Regions from separate parts of the Mus musculus genome. Here region 1 is linked to region 2. A link is a contact called in public Micro-C data. All regions are on one chromosome and are shown on one strand. Each heading gives the region's core, a stretch centred on a gene start, on an enhancer-like site or on the middle of the called end of the contact. The rest is flanking DNA. Distances are from core to core; before and after follow the strand shown. Region 1 holds the start of Sdhaf4 (succinate dehydrogenase complex assembly factor 4). Region 2 has its middle 7.2 kb from the start of Gm53062.

Region 1 (7,157 bases), core at 3,353-5,852, 34 kb before region 2:
CAGAGAACCTGTGGGCACTGGCTTTCAAATGCTCCCTCTGGACTCAGAGTCTGGTGGGAATGCCCAGCTGACCAGGGCTGTGTTTTGTGCCAGTCATGTGCTAAGGTCATGAAGGACAGCAAATGTATCTGACCCCGAGTTTCCAAAGTAGGAAGCGGGCAAATGTAGAAAGAATCATGCTGCTCGCCTCACTTTAACATCATGAAGTTCTGTAAGTGTGGCCCAGGGAAGGTGTTGACGCTTTTCAAAACAGGTCGATCCCGAGTCCTAGCATAAACTGACCAGTCTGTAGTTGTAAGATCTTGGGCAAATCCTTTGACTTAAAACAATCATTTCGACCTCATCTGTAAGAACAGGTAGAACGGTACCAATTGCACACCAAACTCAGATTTTGATCTTTGACTTGTAAATGACCTTGCCATTGAGCATTGCCAACTGCTCTCAGGAAGAGACAGGTGTCACCAATGAAGCGTGTAAAGTGTGCCCTCACCTGATCTCTGTCATCCACTGTGGGTATCATTTGCTTCTTTAGTGATCAGTCTAACAATTAGGGTCAGAACCATCACTTCTATATTCAGTAACAGTGTCTTAGTTATTGTTACTAAGTGTTAAGCATCACTTAAAAAGAAAACCTTTACTTGGGAACTTGCCTAACAGTCTTAGAGGGTTAGTCTGTGATCCTCATGGCAGGAAGCAGACAGGCATGATGCTAAATCTGGCGTGAGCTTTTTGAAACCTCAGAGCCCACCCCTAGTAACACGTCCTGCAAAACCACACATCCTAGTCCTTCCCAAGACAGCTCCACCACCTAGGGAGTAGACATTCAGACAGACAAGCCCGTGGGTGGGTCATCCTCATTCAAATCACCACATTTCACTCCCTGACCCCCGTAGCCTTAGCCATATCACAATGCAAAATATATTCTGTCCAGCTTTAAAAGTCTCCAGTCTTTCAGTCTCAATACTGTCTCAAGGAAATCTCTTAACTAACCCCCATGTAAAAGCAGAAAGCAAATCACATACTCCAGCATATAATGGCACAGAATATACATCCCCGTTCTACAGAGGACGAGACAGTGAAGAGTCAAAGCACACTCCATATCCTGTGTCCTTTGGCAAAGGACTTAGATGACTCTTCTTACCTCCATCCCTGCTGACAGCAACTTTAATCTCTTGGGCTGATTCTACAGCTTTTCTTGACAGGGCACACATCTCTAGGATCACCAAACCAATCCAGGCTTCACCTCCACAGCGTCACAAAATGGCTGGTCTCTGGTAGCCCCATACCAGGACTCCCCTGCTACAAGCCTAGCCTTTTAATTGTGGAGGAAGATAATCCCTTTTTGTTCTTTTTTCTTTTTTTATTTTAAACTCCAGATTTTATTCCCCTCCTGGTTCACCCTCTGACTGTTCCACATCCCACACCTCCCCATTCCCCTGTCTCCACTTGGATACCCCTGCCCCCCACCCCACCAGACCTCTAAACTCTGTGGGGCCTCCAGTCTCTTGAGGGTTAGATGCATCTTCTCTGACTGAACCCAGACCCGGTATCCTCTGCTGTATATGTGTTGGGGGTCTCATATCAGCTGGTGTATGCTGTCTGTTTGGTGGTACAGTGTTTGAGAGATCTTGGGGAACCAGATTAAGACTCCTGGTTCTCCTACAGGGTCACCATTCCCCTTAGTTTCTTCCAGTTTTTCCCTGGTTCAACCACAGGGCTCAGCAGCTTCTTTTGTCCATTGCTTGGGTGCAAATATCTGCATCTGACTCTTTTAGCTGCTTGTTGGGTCTTCTGGAGAGCAGTCATGATAGCTCTCTTTTTTGTGAGGGCTCCATACCCTTGGTATTAGTGTCAAGCCTTGGAGCCTCCCCTTGAGCTGGATCCCACTTTAGGCCTGTCACTGGACCTTCTTTTCCTCAGGCTCCTCTACATTTCCATCCCCATAATTCTTTCAGACAGGAACAATTATGGGTCAGAGTTTTGACTGTGGGATGGCAACCCCATCCCTCACTTGATGCCCTGTCTTCTTGCTGGAGGTGGGCTCTATAAGTTCCCGCTCCCCAGTGTAGGGCATTTTATCTAAGGTCCTTCTCTTTGAGTCTTGAGAGTCTCTCACCTCCCAGGTCTCTGGTACATTCTGAAGGGTCCCCACAACCTCCTACCTCCAGAGGTTGCCTGTTTCCATTCTTTCTGCTGGCCCTCAGGGATTTCAGTCCTTCCCCTGACCCAATAACTGATCATGTTCCCCTCTCCACCCCTCCCCATCCCTTTTCCCTCGAAGGTCCCTCCGTTCCCCGTTGTGGTTGCTTTCCTCTCACTTGGGCCCTTCAGCTTGTTGACCTTTTTGTGTTCTGTGGGCTTCAGTATTCAGCGCTTTTTTTTTTTTTCCGGTTAGTATCCACTTATTAGTGAGTACATACCATGCATGTCCTTTAGAGTCCGAGTTACCTCACTCAGGTGATACATTGCCCAAGCCTTGTGTAGCTGGAGCAGAATTACAGGCATTTCACAACACTGGTACAGTGGGCCATAGCAGGCAGTGACAGGGTATGGTAGATTGTTTCTTCAAGTGGAAAGTAAAACATCGGAAGTGTCTAAGAAGTAACCGGGGTGTTTCCCCACTCTACTCTCGGGACTCTTTCAACCCAAGTTGATCTCTCAAGACTGATTTTTGGAGTATATGACATCTTTTAGGGACAGCACATCCAAGTATTTGATCACCTGGTTCCAAACCCCAATCAGCCCATCATCCTAGAAGGCCAGTGCCTGGAAGATGGAATAATTGATACGATCAGTGGATCCTCTCAATAGCAGTCCCCTGATTTACATCCACAGGAAAAAGTTCTTTTGATATGCAATTTGTGTAGGACACTTTATGTAGTACAAAGCATTCACTAGGGCCACAGGTGAACTGTATGAAAGGAAAGATAACCAGGAAAACAGTTTGTTATGAAAGATAATGCAGTAAGGGTGTACCTGGTGCTAACATGCCAAGGTGTGCCCCTGAGAATTTATACCATGCAATAGATCTCCTATTGGGGGTGGGGGGAGAAGGGGAGTAAGGACCTGGAGAAGGGTAGAGGCAGACATGTAGACGGTGGGAGCAGAGCTATGAGCGCAGAGAAGAGGATGGAGCACAGAGAAGGACAGAAAGGAATGTGGGAGCAGAGCTGGAGGTAGTAGCAGGGGAAGACAAGCTGTTGCTAGGTCCCTGGGAGGCGTCTAGTGGAATCGCCTATAATCTAACACAGTTCAAACATAATTATTTAAGAGCAAGTTGCTACCTTCATAATTGGATAGGTGAATTGATTCTCTTGAAGTCAGCTCTGTCTCCCAGGCTGCTTAATACTATAGTGCAGGTTGAGAGCTGGTAAGATGGCTCAGGAGTTAGGAATATGGGCTGCTCTTTCAGAGGACCTGAGTTCCATTCCTAGTAACCACATGGTGACTCAGGACTATCTATAGAGGGATCTGATAACCTCTTCTGGCATGCAGGTGTACATGTAGACAGCACTCCTGCATTAAAAACAAAAAATACAAACAACACAAAACCACTCTAGTGATGAAAGACACAGATCAAGTCAGTCACGAGTTGCTAAGTTAGTGGTGCTAGCCAGTAAGTCCTGGGAGGAGAAAGACAGTTCAATGTACATTGGTGCCTTTGTTCTTATCACTGTGGCTATTGTATTAATGGAGCCACTGAGAAACACAGCTGTGCTAGGAGGAAGGTGAGGTGATCAAGGTGTTCTTGGGGGTCAGCACTCTTGACCGCAAGATGGGAATTTAATGGACCACTCGTCTGACCAGCTATGAGTTTGGTTTGTTTTCTAATAATGGGGGGAAACTTTTAGCTGTCATATTTCAAGGGTTTTAAGCTCAATATTTTTAAAAGATCTCTTTTGTACGAGTGCTTTGCTGGTATGATGTAAGTATGTTTGCAATGTATGTTTGTATGTATGCAAGTTTGCATGCCATGTGTATGCCTAGTGCCAACAAAGTCCAGAAGAGTGTGTCAGACATTCCGGAATTGGGGTTAGAAACTAGTTGCCATGTTGGTGCTGGGAATAGAACCCAGGTCCTCTGAAAGAGAAGCCATCTCTCCAGCCTGTGTTTTAAAATAATTTCTAACAGATCCCTGTCATGGAACAATCTCAATAATCAATTCACATGACAATATTTGAACGTACTAAAATTTTTTCAAAATGTGGGAATCTTCAATCTAATTAAATGTTTTATGTTAGGTATTTTTAACTACAGATTTATGGAGCAATTAAATTAGGGTGATTCAAGTTTCCATCTCTGTATTGGACTTTGAACTTCCCTCCTTAAAGCATCATACACTAAGGTGGTGTGAACTCTAGAATTTATTACTTTCGTGCAGGCTTTTGGTTTTGTCTTTTAAGTCCATCGGAATAGCTAAGAGCGCTGCCCAGGTACTGCGCAGGACCAAGGGCGAGGACTTGTGAGGACAAGGCACTGCAGGATTACCCGAGGCAGTTGAGCAGTTGAGGATTTCCAGGGACACAACGAAGCTCCGCCCTTCTCTGCCCTCGTTGACGCCTGCGCAGAGGGCGCGGGCTCCCCTGTGGAGCGCCCCTCCCACCTTGGTGCGCGTGCGCAGACGCTGTGGGAGCCGGCGCAATGGTCTCCACGACCCTTTCCGTTTCACGGATGACTTTCGTCTGGAGAGCAGCAAGTAAGGCCATCCGCCCGGGGTCCTGAGAGTTGGGGGCCCGCGTGGGAAGCCGAGTTCCGAAATGCGAGGGCGCAGGCGCGGAGACGCTGCCGCGGTGGCTACAGAAGCATTAGCGGTGCTTGGCGTAGGGTTTTCGAAAAGCGCCTCGCTCTTAGATGCGGCTAGAAAAATACGGAAAAGACCAGTGTCATTAATTTACAGGTTTATTTACATCAAGAATAATTTATACCCGGACAAGGGACGCATGCCTATAGACCCAGCACTAGGCTGGCAGAGGCATGAGGATCTCTGAGTTCAAGGTCAGCCTGGTTCAAACGTTGGGGAAGTGCACACGTAGAGCAAAGAACAAAATAAAAATTTCACAAAGCCAAGAACTGTTAGAAGAGATGCCCTCGTCTTTCTGTAGAAGCTAAAGTTTTCAGAACTATTGCATTCTTTCTCAATATACCCCTCAATTATCATATCAAAGAGCACGCAGAATGCAAGTTTACTTGATGATAACCCTGAGAAGTTTTGTAAACCAAAGACAGAATTACTGCTTTCATAACAAGTGGCCTGGTTTTTATTTTACTTTTTAATGTTTCCCTTCACATATTTAATACCTGTTGGCTGCTAAAATCTTAAATGATCTGTGAGAATTATAGAAACCGAAAGGGTCGCTCCAAATCCTTATTACTGTTTATCCAGCATTCCAGTGTTTTGAAACAAAAGAAACATTAACAAACCCGTGTACAAATGTGATAGACCTTTTCCATTAAGTGCCTGTATGAGGTTTTCTTCCTGGAAAGGATTTTATGCTGATTGTATTCATTGCTTTTTCTAACAACTCACAGTTCAAGATCATACCACCCTGAAATGTACCCTCGTGGATACTTGGACAATTCTAGAAACATCAGTATAGGCTGCTACACCTGCTGGTGTGTGTTTCCCCATGCCCCAGCACAATGGATCCTTAATGGATGCTGATTTAATGATTCTGCTGTCAGGATCAGGGCAAGCCAGGTGCTTCCTTAGTCAAGGGATTGAAATTAAAACCCATACTGATTATAAAGTAGCAAGGACACTTTATTTAAACCAGAGTGAAGGAGGCCTGATTCGTTGCCTCTGGTCTTTTATGGAGCTACAGGAAGAGGATAAGAGTAAGGGGCATATAGCTTGGGCGGTTTGCACTCTGATTGATATTTTAGGCAGCATTATCAATTTTGTGTATGTTCCTTCCCATAATGCATCTGACTTCAATAATACACCTGCCAAAATTGGCATGACATAGTAAATAAAAGATTTTCCTTAAAGAAAAAATACACTTTTTTGGCTCAGTTTATCTTACTGAATGTTTTACTGGCTGGTTTTGTGCGCCAACTTGACACAAGCTGGAGTTATCACAGAGGAAAGAGCCTCCCTTGAGGAAATGTCTCCATGAGATCCAGCTGTAAGGCATTTTCTCAATTAGTGATCAAGGGTGCGAGGGCCCATTGTGGGTGGTGCCATCCCTGGGCTGGTAGCCTTGGGTTCTATAAGAAAGCAAGCTGAGCAAGCCAGGGGAAGAAAGCCAGTAAGAAACACCCCTCCATGGCCTCTGCATCAGCTCCTGCTTCCTGACCTGCTTGAGTTCCAGTCCTGACTTCCTTGGTGATGAACAGCAGTATGGAAGTGTAAGCTGAATAAACCCTTTCCTCCCCAACTTGCTTCTTGGTCTTGATGTTTGTGTAGGAATAGAAACCCTGACTAAGACAGTGAGTAAGCACCAAAACCCAGTATAGGCCAGATGGGCCTTTCTGGCCCTGTATTGGAACATGGGGAGAGTACAAATGAATAGAATCTGTCTAGGTTTGTTATTTAGAGAAGAGAAAAATCCCATTGTCCAAAGATGGATGTACATACATCCTGGTGTTTGGAGGTATCTTATGTCACTAAGAGGTTGTTAGGTGCATCTCTTGGAGAAAAGTATGTGTATTATAGTATATATACACATACGGAAACTAAGCTGCCAAGTACATTATTAGAAGAGGACTCTGTGCATAATCCAAACTAGGTGGAGTCTAAGGTTGCTGAACTATCTCCCCTGTGCTTGACTGTCTCATCGCTTTATAGCTCTTCTTGAAAACGTGTAACATTGGTTATCTCCAAGGCAGGGAAATCTCCTCTCCATGTAGAATGAAGGGAAATACCCCATCCGTGTAGAATGTATGTGTTCAGAAAGGAATTTTCACTGTATGCCTTGTCCTTCTTTCTCCATTAGGACCATCTCTTCTGAATCATTCTTTGAGGAAAATGAGTTATCAGGAAGGAAAGCCTGAGCCTGCGAAGCAAGCCCTTAAGAAGTCAAAGCTGCCACTCGGTCGTTTTGACTCACTGGAGGATTCACCCGAAGAGAGAGAGCCACTGCAGAGTGAGTAGTGGTTAGTAAACCCCTGTCCATACTTAACATGGCAAGGTCGATGCTCATTACTGGAAAAGGTGA
Region 2 (6,795 bases), core at 1,173-3,672:
CACTTGATGGTAAATAAACTAAAAGATCAAAATTTAAAACTTTGGGCCATGTCAATTTGATTCACTTTTATCTGCGTATTGCTGTTAAGGACTTGGCTCGGCCCTTCAAGCTGCTTTCTGGAGACTCTCGGGTTAAAAGCTTTAGGAAATATAACATGTAAAGCAGAGTGGGTTATGAGCTATTAAAAGTGATGCTGATAAAACTCTAGCTCATAGAAGTCCTCCATTACTTCCTTACCAATCACGTATCCTTCCTTACTCCTCACTGGCTGGAATTATACACCAACGATGAGGTAATGGTATTATAGAAATGTATGCATGCCATATTCTCCAGGGTGATGAGCAACTCCTTATTTACAAGAAATTAGAGACATAATGATGGTGAGAAGGATACATATTAAACCGCCTACTGGTAAAGAACCTATAGAACTAATAGTGCCACAAAACAAAATGCAGGGAGATTATTTGTTCCAAAGAGACTAACTGGCAGGTTGCATCAGCATGATACTCAGACTCTATAGAGAATCACCATGCTTAAGATCCTTTGAAGATACCTCATGGGCATTGTGTAAAATCACATCGAAACATCCTGTAAAGAGTGCTGTTTTGCTGGGCGTGGTGGCGCACACCTTTAATCCCAGCACTTGGGAGGCAGAGGCAGGCGGATTTCTGAGTTTGAGGCCAGCCTGGTCTACAAAGTGAGTTCCAGGACAGCCAGAGCTATACAGAGAAACCCTGTCTCGAAAAACCAAAAAAAAAAAAAAAAAAAAAAAAAAGAGTGCTGTTTTAAAACTTTTTTTCAGATGGCCCTTCAGAAGGACAAGGAGCTCATGTTTTATATAAACCATGTGTTCAAAAAAATAAATAAATAAATAAATAAATAAATAAATAAAGCTGTGCCCTCTCTGAGTTCTAAAGCTCAGCAGCGTAAGTTTGCTGTAATCGGTCAGCTCTTATTAGCTATTTCTCAGCCATTGATTGGTGTAACTGACCCCATGTACATATTAGCACATATTAGGATAGGGATGCGCTGAGTGGGACCTGGCATACTGTGAGAGGAGAGGGATGTTGCAGAAGGGCTATAAATGAGGAAAGGGAGTGATGGGAGGGAATATTTGGAACGGGGTCCTCGAGGATGGAGTCTAGTAAACAGAGTCGGGAAGGATTGGGTATGAGTAGCTTGGAGACAGAAATGGAAGAAGAATTTAGTGTTCTTCCTCAGGTGAGTTTCTGGGATGGTTTGTATATGCCCAGGGAGTGGCAGGATTAGAAGGTATGGCCATGTTGGAGCAAGTATGTCACTGTGGGTATGGGTTCTAAGTCTCCCATTTTGTTTCCTTGAAGTCAGTATTCTGCTAGCAGCCTTCAGATGAAGATGTAGAAATCTCAGCTCCTCCTGCACCATGCCTGCCTGAAATGCAGCCCCGTTCCCTTCTGCCTTGATGATAATGGACTGAACCTCTGAACCTGTAAGCCAGACCCAACTGCCGCACACTCTCTTGGTCCCTTGTCTGCGTAGAACAGGTCTCTGGTTACATGTGGACAAGGAGTCAGTGAATGAATGACAGACAGACACAATACAGGAGAGTGTGTAGAATCTGAATGTATTATCACAAAGTGAACACCAGTCTTATATAATACAGAAAACAAAGGGGTAGGATGTCATGGCAGGCAAAGTACATTGAAGTTACCTGACAGAAAACAAAGGAATGACTTCAAAAGGACTTATAGGAACCAGGTAATATTTACAGTAAAGATAAAACAGCCCTGCCTAGGGTCAGCTAATGACAGCTATGGATTTCACACTCTAGTCACAATTTGCTACTCCTTTGAGCCTTGTGAAAACTAGCACCAGGGGGTTCTGCTCTAGCAGACCTTATCATGAATAATGCAATACCACAACCCGCCCCCCCCCCATTTCCTAGGCCTTGATAAATTCTTGTATGAGTGAATGTAGTCTCCCCTCCCCCAGCCTGAAACCTGCTTGCTCAGGGGTGGAGCTTCCTGCTCATTCGTTCTGCCACGCCCACTGCTGGAACCTGCGGAGCCACACACGTGCACCTTTCTACTGGACCAGAGATTATTCGGCGGGAATCGGGTCCCCTCCCCCTTCCTTCATAACTGAGTGTCGCAACAGTAAAATTTGAGCTTTGATCAGAATAACTGTCTTGGCTACATTTCTTTCTCTCGCCACCTAGCCCCTCTTCTCTTCCAGGTTTCCAAAATGCCTTTCCAGGCTAGAACCCAGGTTGTGGTCTGCTGGCCGGACACAACATAACTGTTCTTTTAAGTATCTGTAGAGAATCGCCATTTGTCAGAAGACTTCACCAACTTGCTTCTAATATGCAATATAACCTGCTATACCTGGCTGTAGAGAAGATTCCTGTCTCAGTGGGATCCCTAGCTCTTTCAAGGTAAATCCACCTATTAGCTAGGCCATTGTGAATTCCCTTGTTTGGGTGAGACTGGCTACTGTCCTAAGTAATCACTCTGCAGACCAGCCCTGAGCTATTCTAGCTCCGTTCTTTGTAATGCCTAATTAGTTTCACCATCTCTACTAGAAGTAAATTTGAATGTTACTGAATAGGTAACCTTCTCACTGAATTCCTACTGAATTCCAAGTTTGTCAGCTTCAAGGATTTTCTAGGATGTTGGAACACTGGCGAAGGCTTAGCTCTGTCAGAATTCAATCTTTAAAGGCACTTATAAATAAAGTAATACTAAAAGAGAGCACGTGGATCCATACACCAGACTAATGCGGGGATAGGGTATGAGTATACAGGTTATGAGAACTCCAAGGTTCCAGGAGGTGAGTTTCTCTGAAACTCTTTGCCTCATGAGTGCTTCCAGGCTTCTCGGCCTGTCAAGCAGACTACACTGGAGTGTGCGTAGCACCCAACTAAATGTTGTTCTTATAAGAGTTGCTTTGGTCATGGTATCTGTTTATAGCAGTAAAACACTAAGACAGTTTCCTTGCTTTAAAAACAAAGGAATAATAATAACAACAGTAAACCAATCCTATTGGAACATGATAGTGATACCGAACTGCTGGTACTGTTGCCCGTATCCTGGAATACTTGCTAGGGACCCTACCTGCCCTTGAGGGTTGGAGCTGAGGTGGCACAGGATCAACAACACAGACTCTGGGGGCAGGTGAGAAACACTGCAGCAAGCCCATCTGAATGCTGCTGTAAGCTCCTTTAATACCCTCCACCACACCCCACTGGTCCCAAGAAAGCATCTCTTCTAAACAGCAATTCTCAATTGGCTGGCATTGCTGATGGTATCAACAATTCTTGGTCTCTCAGACAGTCTTTAATTAGGTCCTCCTGTAGGGAATTGCCTTTGTGGCTATGCAGGCCCCAGCATTTATGTAGAGGCAAGATGGCCACGCAGTTCCTCCTACACTAGTACCTCTGTCTCTACAGAATACAATCAGGAAGAGGCCTGCCTAGGAGCATAAGCCAGGAACAGCTGTGGCTGTTATTGCTAGGCAGCTACTCCAAAGCTGCTCCACACGATTGTACTGAGTTGGCTGTTACTGAGACCATAGAAGTTTCTCTGCTAACTTCTGGTCAGATTGCAAGTCCATCCAATGATGTGTTTGCAATATTAGCAAAATAAAGAATTTTATCTTGTCCTTTACATCAAAAATGGAGGCTCTGTAATTTCAGGTCTTTCAGGCAGTGAGAGCCCAAACCCCATGCAGAATCCTTTGTATTCATGTAGGGGGGGGGGGATTTTTGAGACAGAGTTTCTCTGTGTAACCCTGGCTGTCCTGGAACTCAGGCTATAGACCAGGCTGGCCTCAAACTCAAAAATCCACCTGCCTCTGCCTCTCAAGTGCTGGGACTAAAGGCATGCACTACCACTGCCCAACAAAAAAATAATAATCTCATCTTTTAAAACATCAGTATTACAAAAAACATAACAAAAAATAAAAAATAACATTGTAAGCAAACCTGGGATGGATTTGAGAAGAAAAATAAGAGTAAGTTGGAATCAAGAAAGTTTTTAAGAATATTTCTTCTGGATAATATGGTGGCAAAGGAATGCAAACATAATTACATGATTCTCAAATTCCCTTGGAGTCTGGAAGGAAATAAACCAGAAATGTAATCAGTATAAATTAGATTATTTTGGCCCCTCTTTGCAATGGCACCTTGTTTGTGGTGTTGTTCTGACATCAGTCATGAGCAGAGCTGATGGCTGTCCTTTGTTCATCCTAGCTTAATGCCTGGCTTGGTGGCCAAAGCTGTCTTATGCTTAGGACGCATAAAAATAGAATTAAATCAAATCCAGGCATCACAGTGCTAGAGGAGGAAGACAGACAGAGCTCTGTGGACTGACATGTCACCCACAGACCTGCCCTCCAGCACAAGGCACAGGCAGGTCACTTTCGATCATGCCAATATAGCTTGGATGGAGGATGTCACCCAGGGGCCTGCCAGTCTCGTGGCCAGCCTGCAGTGGCAAAGAAAGAGAATCGGAGCAGCTTGAACATTATGAAGACATGGAACTGGACCAGAGGGTGGAGAGTAGTCTGTTATGAGTGGCCAGCTCTGTCACCTGGGCCAGTGGTGAGCCAAAGCTGCAACTGCGGGCCATGTCTGAGTGACCATGCAGTGGCAGGGGCCAGTGTCCCTGGCTCATATCACCTTCAGAGAACACTGGGATGCCCCTGGTTGGGGGCTCAGCAGGGGTCCACATGGACGTACAGGGGCTATGCATAACTATCCCCACCCCTCAGTGGATGAGCTGGTCCCATCTCTCACTAGCGGCAGCACAGTAAAGCTGATACTGGTGGCTGGTGTGTGGGTAAACCAGCCCCATTCCGTGATTGTAGGAGAACTGACCCTGCCACTCGTCTTCTGTGGGGTGGCACTGGTGCAAAGATGATGCTTCCAATCCCCACCCCCTCCCCTTCCAGCAGTCGGGAAAGCTACCCATAGGGTCCTGAGCTCCAGAGAGCTCGCTCTGTCTCTCACCAGCAGCAGCGCTTGGGAGAGCTGGCCCTGAACCTCTCCTGGATAGCACAGCAAAGCTGACGTGGTGTGTGTGTGTGGGAGGGGGGGGGGGGTAGAATTCAGAAGAGCTGTCCCTGCCATTCTGCTGCCAGGAAGTGGTGCAAGTACAGGGGTGATATGCTCCTCCCCCCTGCACCTGACCTCCTTAGGGGTCATGGAGAGCAGGTGATCTGGCCCCACCCCTCGCTGACTGTTGCACTCAGAAGGGAACTTCACCTGGACAGTACAGTTGAGCTAGCTCCGATGCGGAAGGCACAAGTGAGCCAGCTCTGAGAGTGTGAGATTGGAAGAGCTGGCCCAGTCATCCCTCATAGGATGCAGCACTTGGGAGAGTGAGTCCCGAACCCTGACTGGGTACCACAAGAGCTGGCTCTAGAGGAAAGAATGTGGGATGATCTAGCCTACTGGGCATGAAAGCAGGAGAGCTGACCCTACCTCCGGCTGATGGCAGCATTGAGTAGTCTAATCAGAGAGGTACCAGAGAGCTCACCCTGGTAGTGTGGATAAGGAAGAGCCAGCTCAGGCTCAGAATTGGTCCACCCCAAAATCTATATCACCTGCTTACTGTTAAGACACATGAAACAGCCCCACTGTCCCAAAGCTGCAGGATAGCCATGACACCGGGCTACAACAGGATAACCGGGAGGAGTCCTGGAAGGACCCAATACTGACGGTGTCATAGAAGCCAGAGACCTTGAACCAGACCAACGGCACTTACTGATGAACATTGCAAATGAAGATGTGTGGCCAGCGGGGTATACTGTGGGACACACTGTGACACACTACAGCTTCCAGAATGAGATCTTTTCTATGCTTTGGGTTTGTTGTTCGTTGGCTTGCTTGTGTGTTTTACCTGGGGAGAGGGGGTTGCAAAGGTGAAGGGTAGATATGAGGGGACGGGGAGATGAGGGGGACTGGGGTGCACGATGTGAAACTCACAAAAAAAAATCAATAAAAATTACAAAAAATGATTATTTTGCAAATTCCACCTAAATTTTGGTGCAGCCTAAATAAATATGTTACATCAGAACCTTCCAGGGAGTTCTTCCTCCAGGAAAACAGTTCTACTTTGGTTTTGGTTTGGTTTTTGTTTCTTTTTCTTTTTATTAGATATTTTCTTCATTTACATTTCAAATGCTATCCCCAAAGTCCCCTATACCCTCCCCCCTGCCCTGCTCCCCTATCCACTCACTCCTGCTTCCTGGCCCTGGCATTCCCCTGTACTGGGGCATATGATCTTCGCCAGACCAAGGGCCTCTCCTCGAAACTGTTCTCCTTTGACATTGTCCACATATTTGTTTCATTTACATTATCAGCTGGATACTCATTTTTTCATACTTGCATCAAAAGAATGTAATCATTTTCCGAGATTTGTTTTAGATTTATTTTATTTATATGAGTACACTGTATCTGTTTCCAGACACACCAGAGAGGACATCAGATTCCTTTACAGATGGTTGTGAGCCACCCTGTGGTTGCCGGGAATTGAACTCAGGAGCTGCTGTCAGTGCTCTTAATCACTGAGTCATCTCTCCAGCCCTTTCTAAGATTTTTTTTATAGATTATTTTGTAGATTAAAAAAATATATTTTTTTTTAGGTTATTTCGCAGGTACTCCTGAATATCCTGCTAACTAGTAGAAGAGTCTTTTTGAGCTCAAAATTAAAATTTTCCTGAATTTTAAAGGTCCCAAATCTTCTAGCCATAGCTTCCAGGCTTTAAAAGTGAATGACCAGAGCCAGCGTTGTGGCGCACACCTTTAATCCCAG

The links. A called contact is a pair of places that touch in the nucleus more often than the background predicts.
Region 1: a contact with region 2 is called in a Micro-C map of embryonic stem cells, with 1.7 times the contacts expected there. The contact joins the promoter of Sdhaf4 here to the enhancer-like site in region 2. A contact is called at or near these places in 4 of 39 promoter capture datasets (the 3T3-L1 cell line, embryonic stem cells, macrophages and 1 more), 1 of 15 datasets of contacts at CTCF or cohesin (the NIH/3T3 cell line), 2 of 484 Hi-C or Micro-C datasets (B cells and embryonic stem cells), 5 of 115 datasets of contacts at active chromatin or transcription factors (bone marrow-derived macrophages and embryonic stem cells) and 2 of 9 other capture datasets (adipose tissue and liver).

What each region holds. Positions count from the first base shown.
Region 1 is chr1:24,003,085-24,010,241 of GRCm38.p6, reverse strand. Sdhaf4 (succinate dehydrogenase complex assembly factor 4) reads left to right here and starts at 4,602. Exons shown (of 3, transcript NM_026503.3): 1 at 4,602-4,696; 2 at 6,936-7,085. The coding sequence starts at 4,642.
Region 2 is chr1:23,966,943-23,973,737 of GRCm38.p6, reverse strand. No RefSeq gene overlaps it. Among named protein-coding and RNA genes, the nearest start is that of Gm53062, 7.2 kb to the left of the region's middle. Within about 2 kb of position 2,422, at least 6 of the 459 cell types and tissues checked have an H3K27ac peak or open chromatin away from gene starts, as enhancers often do. A contact at or near this core is called in embryonic stem cells, where this site is marked.